3 separate regions of the Gossypium hirsutum genome follow, and all the other regions are linked to region 2. The links are chromatin contacts, called in public Hi-C maps. All regions are on one chromosome and are shown on one strand. The core of a region is the stretch at or near the end of the contact, and the rest is flanking DNA. Distances in the headings are between cores, read along the strand shown.

Region 1 (2,700 bases), core at 122-2,621, 250 kb after region 2:
AAAATGAATTGTATGAGCTGTTTAAGTAATGAATTAAGTCTATTAACACCTCGTGTTCGACTCCGGCAATGGTCTCGGGTACGGGGCGTTACAAGTTTAATCCTTTTACAACTTTTTTTAACTATAATGTTGAAAAAAATTTATCAAAAATATAAAAAAATCTTTAAAAATTCAAAAAATTAATTAGGGTAAACTATATAAATGGTCACCCAACAATGTCCATGTTCCTGTATTGGTCACCCAACTTTAAAAATTTTCATTTTAGGCACTAACATTTGTATTCATTCTTGTTTTGGTCCCTCGCCGTTAAATTAATAACAGAAAGCCTTTTTCTAACTGGTATAATAACTCATTTAGTTTTTAATATTTACATATTCTATCAATTTGATCCTAATTCTAAATAATTCAATAAATTAACCCTTTACATTTACAAATTTTATCAATTTGATCCTCAAAACTTCCTAACCAAAACTTTTAGCTTTTAAAATTGGACAATATCGGAATTTAAAAAAAAACTAATAATTACTTGAAAAGTCTCAAGCAACAGTGATGGCTTGCCATTTTGGAGGCTCAAGGTTGTTGTTTGGTTTTTTTTTTCTAGTCTCTGTCACTGTAAAAAAATATCATTTTCATTTCATGCGTCCGCTGTGGTTGGAGCGATAGAGGACGACGTTTGAATGGTCGTCCTGTTTTCGACCAGAGAGGATGCTGACATGGTGGTTCAAGCGGCAGCGATGGGCTTGATAGGATAAAGCTTTTTTTAGAAAGGGTTTGAAAGGTTGTTTTTAGAATTTAATGAAATTAAAAAAAAACATAATTATAGTTTTAAAAATAATTTTTATAATTTCAAAATAAAATAAAATCGAAATTTCAAAATAAAATTTAAAGAACTTTATGATATTTTTATAATTTTTGAAATCTAACCTGTTATTTTTTAAAGGATTTTATGATTTTTTTTAAATTTTTTACATTATTATAATTTTGAAAAAATATTTTTTGTAGTTTCAAAAATAAATAAATAATTTTCTAAAATTTTAAAGAATTTTTGATAATTTTAAAAACATTATAATTAAAAAGAAGTATGAAATAACCAAATTAAATATTTTAATTATAGTGTAGAGGTTAAATTAAATATTATCGTGTTACGTTTTCGATCAAAATGTTATAATTCGATATTATTAATGATAAAAATGTAACATTTTATTTTTGTAGTTTGCACAAGAATTAAAATGGAATCGGCTGATGGGATTATAAAAAAGACGGTGCAGTTGGCGTCAATATAATCAGAGGAGTAGCTCCACTTCTTTACCTACCAGCACCCACCTGTTGTTTGTAAATAAGCAAAAAATAAGCAATACAAAAGCCCGCTCACCAATAGCGAACAAACACGTTATTTCAAGTAAACATTTTTTACCTGTTTGCCACATTCTATTCCTCTCTTACTCTTCCCAACTTCAGCGCAAAATTTAGCTTTCAATCTCTTCCAGACCCCCCCCCCCCGGCCCAAAAGAAAAAAAAAACAAAAACAAAAATCTCTTTGCCTTTTTTGATGAATTTCTCGATTGATGATCATTAGCAGAAGGTAATCCTTTCATGAATTTTTCTTCTTTTTCTTCAATACGATGATCAAAATCATTTGTTCAAGTTTTTGCAGCTTTCCCATTATTCTTCTTTAGATTGTCAAACAGTACAATAAAAGTTGAAAATTTCCCTTTTTAGATCTTGTTGAGGATTTTAATTGATTTTATGGGCCTTCGCTGAATTTCGGTCGTGATTAGATATGGGATTCTAGAGCTTTGGAGGATTCTTGGGATATTTATATGATAATAGGTCATAAATTTTTAGTCCACCCCAGTTTCTCGGTACTTTTTCCGTTTGGTTTGTAAGAAGAAGGTAGGTGTTAAAACTTATAGCTTTTTAGGGTTTTTTTCCTGGTTGATCTAAGAGAGAAACTTGGTTTGATTGACCGCAACTAATTGAATCGGGTCTGTGAGGTTGGGTTTCTGTTTTATTGAATATTCCAGCAATAGATAAACAATGGAACTTTAAGCTTTTTCCTGCAAGGAAACGATAAGTTGGGTGTTTGGATTTCGGCGTAGATGGATGATTCGGGTTTGGAATGCGGATTTTTATCAGGTCCGAATGGAGGGTTGTTTGATCTTGAGTCATCCATTCAGATAGAGCAGCAGCCACAGAATCATGTCGTCATGATGACTGGCCTCGGAAACGAGCACCGCTCCACTGGATTAACGGAAGCAAAAGGCTCAAGCCAGAAAGGTTTTCCGATGAATTTTGGTAAAGGGAAGGGAGTTAGTCCGGTGATTGCTATAACTGATGGAAGCATGAGTGAAGAAGATGAACCAAGTTACAACGAAGATGGAAATGGTGAGAAGTGCGAAGGCAAGAATGGATGGCCATGGAAGAGAATGAAATGGAAGGACAATGTGGTTAGGCTTCTAATAGCAGTGGTTTCTTGTGTGGGAGATGAAGAAGGTGTGGAGGGGCTTAAGCGAAAATCCAGGATTCTGCAAAAGAAGGGAAAGTGGAAAACGGTATCCAAGATTATGATTAGTAAAGGTTGTCATGTTTCACCTCAACAGTGTGAGGATAAATTCAATGACTTGAACAAGAGATACAAGAAATTGAATGATATTCTTGGGAGAGGAACTAGTTGTAGAGTGGTGGAGAACCCTTCTCTAA
Region 2 (2,928 bases), core at 392-2,891:
TCAACTTTTTAAGTTTTGAACTAAACAATAAAACTGGTTATGGCAGACATCTTCTAGTAGTCATTTTAACATTGAATTTTCTAAGGAAATTTGGATTGAACTGAAAGTCTTATTGGTATTTTTGATTGGTTTGTTTCTCAAGCATAAACTTTATATATATGAGTTGCTAACAATTTTTAATATTCAAGAAATAAAAGATCAAATCTCAAGCATAAAGTCTCTCTATTTGACATTTTTAAACAAAAACTTAACAGTAAGGATAATCACCTCAACACTTCCTTTTAATCCATTAACTCAGTGCTAAAACTAAACCATGGAATCAATTATAATGCAAAGGAATAAAAGCATTAACAATTTACTCCAGTAAAGAAGACCCACGGCATTCAGAACTACAACAACATCTATATACCCTGAGTTTCTTTTATCGTTGCAACTAGAAGGGGAGGAATAAGTTGAATACAGATCACACAATGGTCTTGTAAGTGCTGAAAAAGTTGGGTGCTCAATAGCCCTGCAAAAATTAGAGGAACATCATTGTACTCAGAAACTACTTAAAAATTAGAGGAACTGGAAATGCTCTTAGTCCACTTCAGCTCAACATCTACTGTCTCCATGAAAAAAAAGGATTATTTAACCACTGGTGAAGCTAAAATCTCCACATGGGACGCTACTAATCTGCTATCCTATATGAAAGCTCAAAAACGCCCCAAGCAAGTTAACAGACATCCATGAATGCCTAATAAAATCGACAATGGAAACACAATACAACAATAGTAAGAATAGTTATGGGGTTTCTAAAATCCACGGTAACGTAAATGATGATAATCATTAACTATACAAAAAGAAGTGAACATTAGAGTATTAAGCTTAATTCGTTTAAGAAATTCAGCAACCCTAAAATTACACAACAAAATGCGATAAAATAAAGTTAAAATTCCAACTAAGGAATAAACAAATAAAAAAACGATAAGAGATAAGAAATGAATCGGGTCAATCGCATCTACTAACTGAAGCTTTGAAGGTAGAAATGTTGAGATTTTTATACAGAAAATAGCAAGAAAATTAAAAGGGAAAGCTTCCCTGTAGTGAAGAATTGGGGGTCGAGTGGTGTAGGGAAGAAGAGGATGAATTTTCATCCTTCTTCCGATTTCTGGAAAATCCAGCAAAAAACCACCAATTTCATAAAAAACTTGAAGCTTTTGGGTGACTCACCAACAGATCTATGGAGCAGAAAGATGGAGAAGGAAGATGCTGAGAGACAGAGATGGCAAGGCAGAGATGAGGAGAGGCGGAAGCTTTGAGGAATGGAAAATGTCTGCTGCTTAGAAGAGAACAGAAAATGTCTGCTTAGAGAAGAATGGAAAATGTCTTACCAATTTTGAAGCCGTAAGACAATTTCCGGAGGAATGGGCTTGATTTTACCGTGTTTTGGAAAATGGTTTCCTAAAGGAATTCATTTTCCCCCAAACAAACACCGGAAATGATGTAAAATATTTTCCAGAAACCATTTTACAGCAAACAAACGCACCCTTAGTGTGGGAATTTCAGCCGAAGTTGATGCGGGGGTTAGTAGGCCGAATAGTGGAATGGACCGGGCATATGAGGATGTTGCCAACATGGGCCTGGTGTTGGGTTTGGGTCAAAGGGAGGGTCAAGTTGGGCTGGTAGATATTGACGAAAGATTGGACTCTCTTAGGTTTGAAGGGCATCTTACGGGCAGGGAAATTCTTCCTGTCGAAGATCAGATTTTCCCGATCGATAATTTTAATTTAGCAACTCCAGAAGCAGAGGATAGGGACATAAGCCAAGAGGTAGAAGAGGAATTTTACAACACTATTAGAAGTAAGAGGAAGAAGAGACAGTTTAATAAAAGAATTATGTCAATGCAAGCCATTCAAGACGGGGTGTTGTCTTCCAAAGAAATTCAAAGAAGAGATCGAAATAGAAGAAAGGGCAAGAGCAGCGCAGAGCCAGGAAGTGAAGACAAAGTGGTTAACCTCTCTTTGTCCGATTCAGAATTAAGCAACAGGAGAAAGGTTATTCTTAGAGAGGTGAAGCAGACTTGGGAAGTTGGGAAGAAATTGGGGCTTAGGGTGCTGGGAGAAGAAAGAGACGTTATCGAGGAAATTATGAGGCTTGAGGAGCAACAGTAAAGGAGGTCGGGTATAGCTGTACATATTTGCCAATCAGGTGAGTTTTTTCCTGTACTAAGATTGTGTGGACGAGTTTTTAATTGGGAAAAATGAAAATTGTATCGTGAAATATTAGGGGGTTGGGTTCTGATGGTAAAATAGTTGCGATTAATAGATTAGTCAGAATTCATAGGGTGAATGTGTGTTTTCTACAAGAAACTAAGCTTGAGAAAGTGTCAGGAGATTTAGTTAGAAGAATATGGGGCGAAGATTATTTTGAATTCCGATTTGCTGCTGAAGTAGGACGTTCAGGTGGTCTTATTACCATATGGGATAAATCAAGTTTTATAACGAGAAAGGTTTACTGTACTAACCGTTTAATTGTGGTGGAAAGGAATTGGTGTTGTGAGGGGTGGGAAGGGGTTCTGATTAATGTGTACACGCCAAATGGGTTGCTGGAGCAGAAAATTTTTTGGGTAGAAATATTAGAGGTTAGGGATAGGTTCACATATTTTTGGATTGTTGGGGGAGACTCTAATGCAATTAGGAACAAAAGTGACAAAAGTAATTGTGTAGGTTTATTAAGAGGGTCGAAGGACTTTTTGAGCTCTTTAGAGAGATGTAAATTGGTAGATTTGCCTTTGTTGAGGAGGAAATTCACTTGGTATGGCCCAGAGAATAAGAAGAGCAGACTGGATTGGTTTTTGGGTAGATGAAGTTTGGTTCAAAAAGTTCGAGGTCATTCAACAGCAGGGGTTAAATCATTCTGTTTCAGATCACATCTCGATTTTATTAT
Region 3 (2,808 bases), core at 259-2,758, 230 kb before region 2:
AACATCTTAAAAATAAATGGTAAATAAAATGGATAATATATAAAAAATTTGAAATCGAGTATATAAACAACAATAAGGATAATAAGGGCAATAGGTAATGAAAATATAAATAATTTGATTATTATAATTATAATATATATATTAACGTATATATAAAAAGGGTAATGAATAAGTAAATGGTAATAAAATAGTAATAATGATAGATGACAGAATGATAATAATAACAGAAATCAAAATAAAACAAACAGTCAAGGAAAGAAAGCAAATATTTAAAAGCAATAAAAGAATAATAGATGAATAATAAAACAAACAGTCAAGGAAAGAAAGCAAATATTTAAAAGCAATAAAAGAATAATAGATGAATAAATGCAAGGACCGAATATAAACGAATAATTCATTTTAATAAATAAACAAATTAATGAAAAAAAAGGAATAATGAATGTAAAGTAAATAAATAAATAAAAGAATTAAATAAAAGGGGTTAATTGAAACTTAAAAGGAACTGAAAAAGGAATAAAATGGAATAGGGGACCAAAATACAGTGCGCGAATGAGATGGGGGACCAAAAGGAAAATATTTCCACCCTCCAAAATGCAACACCTTATACTGGACTGAAATGAAATAGAAATAGAATTCTGGGGTAAAATTAAAAGATAAAACAACATAATAGGACCAATCGAAACCAGCCTCAAATGCGGAAGGACTAGAGGCGAAAATAGACCCCTAGTCTAGGCAGTTTTCGGGTCGGGTCGCGCGGGTCATGCCATCATACGACGCCGTTTTGGGGCCATTGAGACAGGTCCTTAACGACACCGTTTCGTAGTCCCTTAAAAGCAAAAAATTTTCTGAAAAAAAAGGGTCTGCCATTATTTTCTAGAAAAAACAAAGGGTTTCCCCTTTTCCTCTCAACCCTCTCGATCCTCAACCCCGAGTCCAGCCAAATCTAGCAAGCCACCACCGTAACTCCGCCGTGGGTGGTGGCCGGAAGTGCCAAAATCAGGCCTTTTCGACCCCTTTTCAACCCCCTTTTTATTTATAAAAAAATTTCAAATCCTACGTTTATTTTTAAAAAAAATAAAGAGCGAGATTCGTAAAAACAAATGGGGTTTCAACACCGTTCGATCCCTCGAACGAACCTCCCCGTTTTTGAGGTATTCGAGTTCTCATCGGCGACGACTCAGGTAATCCCTTTTTTATTTTCTTATTTTTTGAAACTAAAGCCAAAATCAAAACGGAAAATAAAATAAAAAAGGAATAGAATAAAACGCAACCTTTTCTCTGTTAATTGCTTCTATTGTATTTCAAAATGCGTGTGTTTGTAACCAAAATACAATACGCTTCTGGCCTTGTTTTATAGCTGAATGGAAAAGAAAGAGTACAAAGTTTTTTTTGCTGTGCTGTTGCTTTTGTGTTTGTTTGCAGGTGCAAAGATCGTGGCACTCAGCGTACGGAGGCTGTGCTGGCGTACGGAGGTGCGCTGGAGGCCGTATGTGGGGGAGCGGCACGAGGCAGATGGGGGCTAGGGTTTTGGCTGAATTTGTTTTAGTTTCTGGGCCGTTTGGGCCTTAGGGTTAGTTTTGTTTCAGGCTTGTATTTGGGTTTTAAGTATTTGAATTTTGGGCCATTGTAATAGTTTTGGGTTTGGGTCTTTTTTTTAATTTGGGTTTGAATTTGTAATCTGGATTGTAAAAACTGTTTGTTTAAGTTTAATTTTTACTTTTTGCATCTGTATGGGTCCGGACTAATTGGGCCTGTTACAATTATGAAATTGATATATATTTAATTAAGCATAATATAAAATAAAAATAGATTGGTATTGTGTATTATTATATGAAAGTAAAATTAATTATTTAGTTGAAAATAAAAATATTTATAATTTTAAAAAATCAAAATCATTTGAATTGATTTAAGACTTTGTGACTTGGATTTATGAACATCCTAAAAAATTAATCGAGCTTAAAAGAAATTTAAACTTAAGAAAGATTCCAAATAAAAAAAGATGTCAATTCAAAATAATTTAATCCGAGCCTACCCGAACCCGTCAAATACCATATCTGTGCCTTTATTACCATTCTTTTCAGGAAATTATTATGAAGATCTTTACCAATATAAATTAATCTAAGTTGCACTCACTTTGACTTTTATATATATATATATATATATATATATATAGTTTTGTGTATTCTTTGTCCCATGTAACCTAACTTTGTTGTAATCTATAATATCTTTAAAATTTAATTACATATTTGGACCTAATTTCTTAACTTCACTCTTTACAAAATTGCAGGTACTCGTTACCAATTACTTAGTCAACTTAAATCTATGGAACAATCAACAAAAATCAAAATAATAGTGACGAGGACTTTAGCAAGAATTCCATCCTACTAAACAAAAAAAAAAAACTATTGAATTTAGAGTTTGTGGGGTACCAACACACAAATATTTATTTTTTAGAATGTTCCAAATCTTTTAAAATAATTCTACAAATTTTTAGTACTTCATTGTAGAACAATGCCATGCATTTTAACATTATAGCTTTTGATGCAACAATGTTTCCCCTAATAATGAAAGAATATAATATCTAACCCATTAGTAGATTTCGAGGATGAAATCCCTAGAGACTATATCACATATCTAACTAAAGAGACCCAAGTTCACGAGCTTCATGAAAATCCAACTTTATATCCTCGTGGTTGTTTTTACTTTATATCCATACCGACAAGTTAAACATGACAAAAAACTGGACAGGTATGCTTTAATATCCTCATTTATTCTCTTCGACACAATAATATGCAATAATGTATTTTA

The links. A called contact is a pair of places that touch in the nucleus more often than the background predicts.
Region 1: a Hi-C map of leaf shows a contact between it and region 2, with 2.4 times the contacts expected there. The contact joins the promoter of LOC107955867 here to the enhancer-like site in region 2. A contact is called at or near these places in 2 of 34 Hi-C or Micro-C datasets (callus and leaf).
Region 3: a Hi-C map of hypocotyl shows a contact between it and region 2, with 2.7 times the contacts expected there. The contact joins two enhancer-like sites. A contact is called at or near these places in 5 of 34 Hi-C or Micro-C datasets (hypocotyl and leaf).

Annotation. Positions count from the first base shown.
Region 1 is chrA07:25,864,734-25,867,433 of Gossypium_hirsutum_v2.1, reverse strand. LOC107955867 (pescadillo homolog) reads left to right here and starts at 1,371. Exons shown (of 1, transcript XM_016891655.2): 1 at 1,371-2,700. The coding sequence starts at 2,100.
Region 2 is chrA07:26,118,449-26,121,376 of Gossypium_hirsutum_v2.1, reverse strand. No RefSeq gene overlaps it. Among protein-coding and RNA genes, the nearest start is that of LOC121232242, 4.2 kb to the left of the region's middle. Within about 2 kb of position 1,641, at least 9 of the 9 cell types and tissues checked have an H3K27ac peak or open chromatin away from gene starts, as enhancers often do. A contact at or near this core is called in hypocotyl and leaf, where this site is marked.
Region 3 is chrA07:26,349,286-26,352,093 of Gossypium_hirsutum_v2.1, reverse strand. No RefSeq gene overlaps it. Among protein-coding and RNA genes, the nearest start is that of LOC107953091, 5.7 kb to the right of the region's middle. Within about 2 kb of position 1,508, at least 9 of the 9 cell types and tissues checked have an H3K27ac peak or open chromatin away from gene starts, as enhancers often do. A contact at or near this core is called in hypocotyl and leaf, where this site is marked.